Linked DNA regions of Capsicum annuum: region 1 is linked to region 2. Evidence: chromatin contacts called from public Hi-C data. All regions are on one chromosome and are shown on one strand. The core of a region is the stretch at or near the end of the contact, and the rest is flanking DNA. Distances in the headings are between cores, read along the strand shown. Region 1 holds the start of LOC107859710 (pentatricopeptide repeat-containing protein At3g57430, chloroplastic). Region 2 overlaps LOC107859707 (ABC transporter G family member 31-like).

Evidence for each region. A called contact is a pair of places that touch in the nucleus more often than the background predicts.
Region 1: a contact with region 2 is called in a Hi-C map of leaf, with 1.7 times the contacts expected there. The contact joins the promoter of LOC107859710 here to the enhancer-like site in region 2. A contact is called at or near these places in 3 of 5 Hi-C or Micro-C datasets (bud, leaf and placenta).

The regions. Positions count from the first base shown.
Region 1 is chr2:136,085,436-136,090,232 of UCD10Xv1.1, reverse strand. It overlaps LOC107859710 (pentatricopeptide repeat-containing protein At3g57430, chloroplastic), which reads right to left and starts at 2,860. Exons shown (of 1, transcript XM_016704798.2): 1 at 1-2,860. The coding sequence starts at 2,113. It overlaps LOC107859708 (beta-glucuronosyltransferase GlcAT14A), which reads left to right and starts at 3,274. Exons shown (of 4, transcript XM_016704796.2): 1 at 3,274-4,142; 2 at 4,231-4,309; 3 at 4,528-4,643; 4 at 4,736-4,797. The coding sequence starts at 3,584.
Region 2 is chr2:136,047,018-136,051,890 of UCD10Xv1.1, reverse strand. It overlaps LOC107859707 (ABC transporter G family member 31-like), which reads right to left. Exons shown (of 22, transcript XM_047407122.1): 16 at 2,055-2,161; 17 at 1,980-2,053; 18 at 258-429; 19 at 5-92. Among protein-coding and RNA genes, the nearest start is that of LOC107859707, 7.8 kb to the right of the region's middle. Within about 2 kb of position 1,795, at least 3 of the 5 cell types and tissues checked have an H3K27ac peak or open chromatin away from gene starts, as enhancers often do. A contact at or near this core is called in bud and leaf, where this site is marked.

The DNA of each region.
Region 1 (4,797 bases), core at 1,611-4,110, 37 kb before region 2:
TCTCACCAAGTTCTACGTTGTGATGTATCCTGCAGGCACCGAGTAAACTACTCCAGGCGCCCATTTTGTTGTATTCAGGGGGCATCTCATTGACAAGCTGATATGCTTCTTCCAGATGGCCTGCTCGACCAAGCAAATCAACAATGCAGGCGTAATGATCCGCAGTTGGTTCAATACCATAAGCATTTTTCATTTTTCGGAATAATTGCCGACCTTGATCAACCATGCCTGAGTGACTGCATCCAGCAAAAATTGCAATAAAGGTAACATTATTTGGCTTCACTTTCCCTTCGAGCACCATCATCCTAAAAAGTTCTAACGCTTCCTCTCCATTTCCATGCATCCCATAAGCCATAATGAGAACATTCCATGTGATCACATTTTTGGTAGTCATGCTATCAAAAACTCTTTTAGCAACATCTAAGCAGCCACACTTTGCATACATATCAACCAATGCACTTCCCACTGCAACATCCATTGCCAATGCATTTCTAATAGCATAAGCATGTATCTCTTTGCCCTTTGCTAGAGCAACCAGCGAGGCACAACCAGGAAGGACAGTCATGAGGGTTATTGAGTTAGGTTTTAACCGAAATTCTACATTATTCTCAGTGTCATTGTTTCTTTTTGTTGTTTGCATCTCACGTAACATAATAAGTGCATCTTCATGGTATCCACAAACTACAAAACCGGTTATCATAGTATTCCATGAAACTATATCTTTACTCTCCATGTTGTCAAATATATACTTTGATATATTTATCTTTCCCATCCTAGAATACAAGTCCATCAGTGCATTTTCCACGTACTTTTCATCTGCGAAACCCAATTTAATAACATACCCATGGATGACTTCTTTAACGGTAAATTCTTCACAATGTACACAGGCAGGCAAAACACTTGCGATAGTGATCGGGTTTGGATTTAGCCCAGAGAATTCCACCATCTCTGTAAATAACATCAATGCCTCCGTAAAGAATCCATTTTGTGTGTAGCCAGCAAGCATAGCATTCCAAAGCCCTATGCTCCTTTTCAAGGCACTGTCAAAAGCTCGACGCCCACTTTCAACCTGTTGACAATTGCAATACATATCAACCAATGCACTATCAACAAATGAGTTCCCAATCAAATCCTCATTCTTCAAAACATAACAATGAATTTGCTTCCCAACATCCAGCAAAGCCAGATGAGAACAAGCAGGAACAACACTTGAAATCGTGACTCCATCAAGCTTTATCTCTTCTTGTATCATGACTCTAAAGTTATCCAACGCCTCTTGAAACTGGTTATTCTGTGAAAAAGAACTTATAATAGTATTCCACGAAACAATATCCCGATCAGCAAACAACTCAAAAACAGCTCTTGCATCATCCACTCTTCCTAGTTTTGCATACATAGACATCAAAGCATTGTTTGTATGAGTCCTCCTATCATCTACTCTCAAACTATACCCGTGCACTTGCTTTCCAAGCCTCAACCCATCAGTCCTAGGTAAATTACTACAAGCAAGTGCCATACTCACCAACGTAAATGAACTAGCCTCGAATCCATCTAACCCCATCAACCTAAAAGCCTCCAATGCCAACTCCCACTCCTCAAATTTACAAAGAGCATTAATCAAAGAATTCCAAGAAACTTGATCTCTCTGACTAATCCTATCAAACACTTTATAAACATCATGAACACTCCCACCGCACCTCCCAAGTAAATGGATAACAGAATTCGCCACGGTGACTGATGTAGTATCATACCCAAATTTAACAACAGCCCCATGTATCTGTTTTCCAAGATTCAAGTCCTGAAGACCAGTAACAGCTTTCAGAACAGCAGGGAAAACAAAATTATCAGGCTTAATGCCTTCAACATTCATCTGTATATATGTAAAGATTGCTTCTTTGAAGCAGTTTAAGCGTACTTGGGACCGAAGAGTATCGATCCATGGAGCTACAGAGGGTGTTTCTGAGGTGAGTTCTTGTTGATATTTCTTGGAAATGAGTGTACTTGTGAGTGAAGAAGGTAGTTTTCTTGGTGGGTTTTGGGTAAGTGAATAGGAAGGATGTTGAAGAGAAACACTAAGAGGGGAAACAGAGAGTGTACATGTCCAAAGGGACATTGTTGGTAGTTAAGACAGTTTGGATAAGTAACAGAACAATAGTGATGAGGTTGTTTTAAGTTTGGGATAATAGCATCTTTGGTCCCTCAATTATTAGTAAATTTTGACTTTTGGTCGTTGTGAACTTCTTCTAAACTCTAAAAGAAATATTAGATTATGCTTCCGGTGGAAACACGCTTGATCCTATTATGGGGCCAAATACATCTAACCTTTGATTAATTAAAATGTGTATTATTGATTCGTCTAGGTAGAAAATATGTTTTGTTTGTACTTATTTTAGAAGTATGAGGAAAGAAACATGAGTCGCAAAGAGTTAAGGGATCTTAGTAGCTTAGTTGGTTGACTATCTGAACTCCATCTTGTTGGTGAGAGTTATATTTCCCACGTTGCAAGCCCTTTCATATTCCCCGTTTCCTTACCCCCAACCCCCAACCAATTTTCCTTCTTCTCTTTTTTTAGAAAAGAAGAGTCTCAAGGAGTTGTTCATGGACAGATGTAGACATAATTGTATAAGCTAAATGTGCAATTTTACACTCAACTGATTTCCAAGTGGATGATTCAATATCTCTTACATGACTATGAAATACCTATTTTGAAAATTAAAAGAGCATTATATTAAGTTGGAATGAAACAAGGGAATTAGGTTGACATAATTTCTGAAAAGAAAAAAAAAGAAGAAGAAAAACTAGCCCACAAAAAACTATAACCTCTGTCAGCGTTACAGGTTCATGCTTCCTCGAAAAAATTTGATTGTAAATTCAGTTATTAGTATTATATTATACTTATTATCATATATTAATTTAAGATTTTTATAGAACTCATACAAGTTTAAAATAGCTGATCCGAGTGCTTGAGAAGACTAATCAATACACGTCTGATGAATGGTTCCAACTAGCTGTATTATTTTGACCTTTTACTATTACTTCACTTAAAAAAATAAATTTCTCCGTTCATTTTTATTTGCTCATAATAGATTTTACACACCATTAAGAGAAAAAATGAAGTACATATTTTATTATGATTTATAATCTTAACGGACTTGAGAAATGATCTAGAATGAGTAGTTAATATTAAGATTATAATATAAAAAAAAAATTATCTTTTCTTGATAAGCTAAAGTGGATAAATAAAAATTAAAAACAAATAAAGGTGAACGGACTGTCTGTAGTTCCAGCTTGAAGCGGCTGTTGCCTTGTCACCAGAAAAAAACATGGAAATTTGGTGGTGTAGTTGTGCTGTAAGTTTTCATCAACATAGCATTTATTTCCTAACAATTAATTAAGATGTCACACATGACCTGTTTCATTTTGGTTGGTAACGTATCTTATTTTTTCACTCTCTAACATGTCCCACAAACCTGTTTTATTCACTTGTCATAATTAGCCAAAGCCTATTACATCTTCCTGAAAATTCACGTCATTAAGCCTTTCAGTATAATATTAAGATCAAATATTCAACAGATAATCAACAATGATGTTACTTTCCTGGAATTGGAGAAGTCGTCAAGGTGTTCCGTTTCCGGTTTTTGTTGCAGCAGTTTTGCTACTTTTAGTCTTAGGATTCTTCTGCAGCAGATTTGATGATCAGTACAGGTTGATGAATAGTATTCCAGATCGTGCAAACGTGGCATCGATAAAGAGAGTTACAAAGATGATCCATCCGTCAAAAGGACGGCCTGGTGATCCTCCAATCTTGGCTTATTGGATTTTTGGTTATAAAGGGGAAAGTAAAAGAATGTTGAGGCTATTAAGAGCAGTGTATCACCCAAGAAATCAGTATCTTTTGCAACTTCTTGATGGAGATGGAGATGAAGAAAGAGTTGAATTAGCTGTTTCAGTTGAATCCGAACATGTGTTTAAAGTATTTGGGAATGTGAACGTTGTTGGAAAAAGTTATGCTGTGGAGGAATCAGGTGCCTCTGCTCTTGCTGCTATGCTTCATGCTGCTGCCTTGCTCCTTCGAATTAGTCCGACATGGGACTGGTTTTTCACCTTAAGCTCTTCTGACTACCCTCTTCTTACTCAAGATGGTAAATTTTTCGTGATCACCAGTAGCTTAGCTAGTCCTATTACTTTGTAACACTGCAACTAATTGACCATCCGCTCTTTTGATTGCAGATGTCTTGTTTGCTCTCACTTCCTTGCCAAGGGATCTCAATTTCGTAGGCTTCACCAATAGGACTTTTGATCAGAAAGGGTAAGCTGTCACTGATTGCCAATAGTCCTTTTTCGGGACTAACTCAAACCATGTTAAGGAGTCTAAATGTGCATTTTCAAAGTTGGGATGCTTAGTTGTCAGTTAAGATCAAGTGTCTATGTACTACGCCTTTTATATATATACCTTAGAGCTTTGCACGTAACCAACGCTGCAACTAAGGGTGTGATTGTTTTTCTGAAAATGCAATGTTACTGCAGGCAGAACAACTTCAATCGGATTGTTGTTGATCCAAGCCTATATTCAAAACAGGCTGCTCCACTTTACTATGCTGTAGAGACTAGAGAAGTACCAACAACTTTCGATATATTCGAAGGTTGGCTAATTAATTCATTTGCTTTATATATGTATAATGTATTGTGTAATTTTCAAAAATGATCTCATTTCTTGTTAAATTTCAATTTCTAGGTTCGCCTTGGATGGTGTTGAGCAGAGGATTTATGGAGCACTGCATCAAAGGTTGGGACAAT
Region 2 (4,873 bases), core at 546-3,045:
ATACCCGCTACCCTTTCAAAGTTGATCATGAAATATGTAATGACTCCGTATAATAAGGTCTGGATCATGACATATGGAATCTCAATTAGACCCTGATAGACCAAAAAGGAAAAGTTCATCAGAAGTCATCAATACATATATCAGATCTTTTCGACAACTGCTTGATGTCTTTTCAAGTGGTCAAGAAAACCATATGTTTATACCGTAGTTTTTTACAAATAAAAGTAACTTCTAAAGTTGTCTGTGAATGTGCTAACCTGAGCTGCTGCATATGGTAGCGGGGAATACATTCCTGCAGCCTTTTCCCTATAGAAAACGATTCTTTCAATGGAAACAACTGGCTGTACAGAAGAAGCATTACTGGCCCCCAGAAACAAGACTGAAGCATAAAGAGCGGCCATTACTACAAACAAGTTTTGAGTTGAGTCCCTGTCAAATCATTTCAAGCACAGTATTTTAACGGCTTGGTGCTTTATCATTAAGGTGATTAACCAAATTTTTTTTATCAAGATCACCATTACTCCAAATTTAGAAGGCAGAAATAAAGGGAAGAACATGAAGAAGCTAGCTGAAGCTCTTCTAATTTATTTTCTGTTTAGTGAAAATATAACTGCTCAAACAGTGGGATTCATTACATATGTTTAGCAAGCCCTCTAATCTGGATAATGCTTTATTCTCTAATTTTTATTAATTTAAACCACCAAGCAATTTGGTTCAAGGTTCTTATTCTCCGTCTTTCTTTATAGCAGAAGTTTTTCAAGGTTACTCTTGGCCCAATCTACTCCATTTTCTTATCAGCAAACCAACCCTAACCAGCAGAACTTCTAAATGACATTTCTTCCTGTTGCATCCATCTTTACGATATAGCTATAAAGTTGCACAAGATTTTTCTAGGTGCATAATGAGTACATTCTTCTACAAAGAATCCAGTATAGTTCAACTTAAAGAAACCCAATTTATCCTCAATGGAGGAGTGAATGAAAAGAAAAAACTCTTAAAGAAGATGTAAGAGTGGCTACTGCTCCAACTCTTTCTCTCTTTTCAGAATAAATAGAATACACTTTGTGCATGACTTTCTGGGAATTAACGACATGAAACTCACTTAAGGATGATTGGCTGATGTACCTTCACCAAGTATAAACTGTAACAAGTCCCAAAAATTGAGGAGAAAACCCTCATGACAACACTTGGCTGCCAAAGTTAGATTTGCACCTCGGAGGTCAATTTGTAATTTCCTTCACACAACAACCACAACAACAATAACATACCAAGTATATCCCTACAAAGTGGGGTCTGGGGAGGGTAAAGTGTATGCAGTTCGTACCACTATCTCAGATAAAGTAGAGAGGTTGTTTTTGATAGACTCCAGCTCCTTCACACAAATCTCATATATCAAAAAAAACAAAAAGGCTCCTTTTTTTTTTTTTTTGCTGGAAATATCACAATTCAGCAATTCCGTTTAAGCTATCCTCTTGTTTAACTACAACGCCATTACTCAACGGTTGATTTGAATTATAAGAATTTTGAAGTTTGCTAGCTTCAAAATAAGCTGTGCAGTTTTAAGCGATAGATCAATGCATAAAACAATGCTAAAATAAGTACAGGAAGTTATACTAGAAGATTTTTTTAATGTCCTTAATATTTGTTTCTAGCTTTTTTTGGCATAGTCATCTCCTTATGTCCAAATACAACGCTAATATACTCTGCGCTAAAATAATTGTGCTCTACTATTGAATTGTTACGATGTGAAGGTTACGCTAATTTCTAGTTTAATGCTTCCCTTCATTATGTTATTTGAATCATCCTCTGCAATCTTACCATTTTTAGGAAGTTTTTCCCTAGCATTCACACTAGACCTGTGGCATGATGTAAAGCCATATACTTTGTCGCTATATAGAGAAATGATAAGTGAATTTCACACAGAAACTAGAACAACTGTCCAGTAGTTTGCTGTAGAAATCTCATAAAAAATATGTTACCTTTTCAAACCAACATCCCAAAATATGGAACCAAGAATCAATGCACACATTGTTGTGAAGAACAACCTCATAAAAACTGTATGATGGACTTCTCCAGTATATGAGATTTTGCTTCCACAGGCAGATCTTGAACTGAGAAACTGCACCTTGACTATTTATTGATGTGAAGCCCAGCGGTTCTGTTGAAGTATTGAGTTATTTGTTGTTATTTTTCTTTTTGGTTTAGTAAATTTATTTTTGAAATTCAGTTATTTAAGTTGATATAGAATAGGATTTATTAGTATCCTTGAAGATAGAATAGGATTTTATTAGTTTCCTAGTTAGAAATAGAATAAGATTCTTTTTTCTATTTATATTCTCAGATGTGAATGAATAAACAAGCAAAATATTTTTTTATCCTCAAACGTGTTCTTCTTCTCTGTGTTCTGTAGAACAACAATTGGTATCAAAGCTAGGTTCTTGAGGGATCTGTGAGAGAGAAGACCCCCAAAAATAACCCTGCGTAAAAGTCAATATTGTTATGGCTTCCAACAATTTTTCAATTCCTTCACCTCCAATTTTTTCTGGTGAGAATTATCCAATTTGGGCTATCAAGATGAGAACATACTTGCAAGCATATGATCTGTGGCAAGTGGTAGAAGTTGGAGGAGAGGAAAATCTTTTGCCAGATAATTCAATTATGGCGCAAATTAAGAATCACAGAGAAGAGGTTGCAAAAAACTTTAAAGCTCTCTCTTGCATACAATCAGCACTTTCGGAAGTAATTTTCACTAGAGTTATGACGAGTGAGACTGCAAAGGAGGCTTGGGACAAGTTGAAAGAAGAATTTCACGGAAGTGACAAGATTAGACAAATAAAAGTGATAAATCTGAGAAGAGAGTTTGAAATTCTCAGAATGAAGGATTCAGAAATTATTAAAGAATTCTCCAACAAGTTGGTGAAGGTTGTAAACCAAATCAGACTTATGGGAGAAAAGCTTACAGATTCAAGAATCGTGGAAAAGGTTCTTGTGAGTTTGCCGGAAAGATCTCTTCACTCGAAGATTTGAAGGATCTCACAAAACTGTCACCTTCAAAACTTGTACATGCTCTTCAAGCTCAAGAGCAAAGAAGATCCTTGAGGCTAGAAGAAACTACTGAAACTACTCTTCAAGCCAAGTTCAAAGGGAAGACGCAAATGCAAGAGGAAGGTAAAATCCCAGAAACTTCTACTAATTTTAGTAGAAATAATCAATGCGATTCTCGTAATGGAGTCAAGAAGAGAGAAAACTTTCACCCATGCAAGTATTGCAGAAAAACCAATCATAAAGAGGATGATTGTTGGTTTAAGGGGAAGAAACCACCTCTCCAGCGTAGATATTGCAATAAGCTTGGTTATATTGAAAGGTTTTGCAGAGTGAAGAAAGAGAACAACCAACAAACTCAAAAATCCAACGTTTTGGAAGTTGAAGAAAAGGAGGAGTTTGTGTTTACGGCGATGACAGCAACAAGATTGAACGATAAAAACACATGGTTTCTGGACAGTGGTTGCACTCAACACATGACCAGCAAACGAGAATATTTTACGAAGTTGAAATCTGCCAAAGGTAGTGTCAAGTTGGCCGATAAAACCACGTTGGAGATTGTTAGTAAACAAACTGTGGCAATTGAAGCTCCCAAAGGTACTAAATTTATTCAAGATATTTTATTGGTATCTAATCTTGACCAAAATCTATTGAGTGTTGGTCAAATGCTAGAACGAGATTATATGTTACTGTTCAAAGATAAAAAATGTGTTGTTTCCGAATCTAGCGGCCAAGAAGTGATTACAGTTGAAATGATAAAAAGAAGTTTTCCTTTAAATTGGAACTCAAATTCTGAGCAAGTTTGTCGAAGTAGTCAATGTGAGAAGGTTATTGTGACCACCAAGCACAACGATGACGATTTCATTTTTTATTCTGGAAAAATTGAAAATTGATGCGCTACAATGGACGTTGAAATTTAACAAATCACTTCTCAAGAAAATCCTCAAAAGCTTCAAAACAATAAGGAGAGTATAACTAAGGATAATCCACATACTGTAGCTGGGACCACATTCGAATCTCCAGACTCTGGCAATAACGATAATTCCAATTCAGACCTCACATTTCATGAAGATCAGAAGGACGGAGATGATGGGATGGATGATTGCGATAATGTGTCAAACTATGATGATTTTTGATGACTATTTATCAGAATCCCGTTGCAAGAATGATAGTGTTCCAGACAATGCTTCACCTCATTCTGGTCCTTCGCAGAAATGTGGTTCAGCAGAGGAAGGAAAGCATTCCTCAGGAGATGTTTCTTTAGATCCTGCAACATCGAGTTCTGAACCCAGTATGGATGCAACGTCAAAAGATCTTAACTTCGCAGATGAAAATACCAGTGCAAGTGAAAAACAGGTGTTTATGAGATATTTGCTTTATGGTATCTGCAAGCAGTTGTTATGTCGACCCGTAGTTCTTAATTGTGGCCATGTTTATTGTGAAAATTGTGTGATCAATCCTAGAGACGAGCTATGTAGATGTCCAGTTTGCCAACTGGAGCATCCAAATGGATACCCCAACATTTGTTTGATTCTTGCACACTACCCGGAAGAGCACTTTCTCGAGTTGTATGCATAAAGGAAAAAGGCATCAGCATACAGAGCTGCTCATCAGATCCCATCAGCACAAAATCAGGACGAAGCTGCTAGCTGCAAATCACTACCTAGATTTGATCTTTCCACATGGTTAACGGGAGGAGGACCGCAAGTTCATATTGGAGTAGGTTGTGATCATTGTGGGATGTGTCCTATTATTGGGGAACGGTACAAATGCAAAGACTGCAAGGAGAAAATAGGAGCTTGGAAGATGTTCATTAAGGATAACTGTGAGG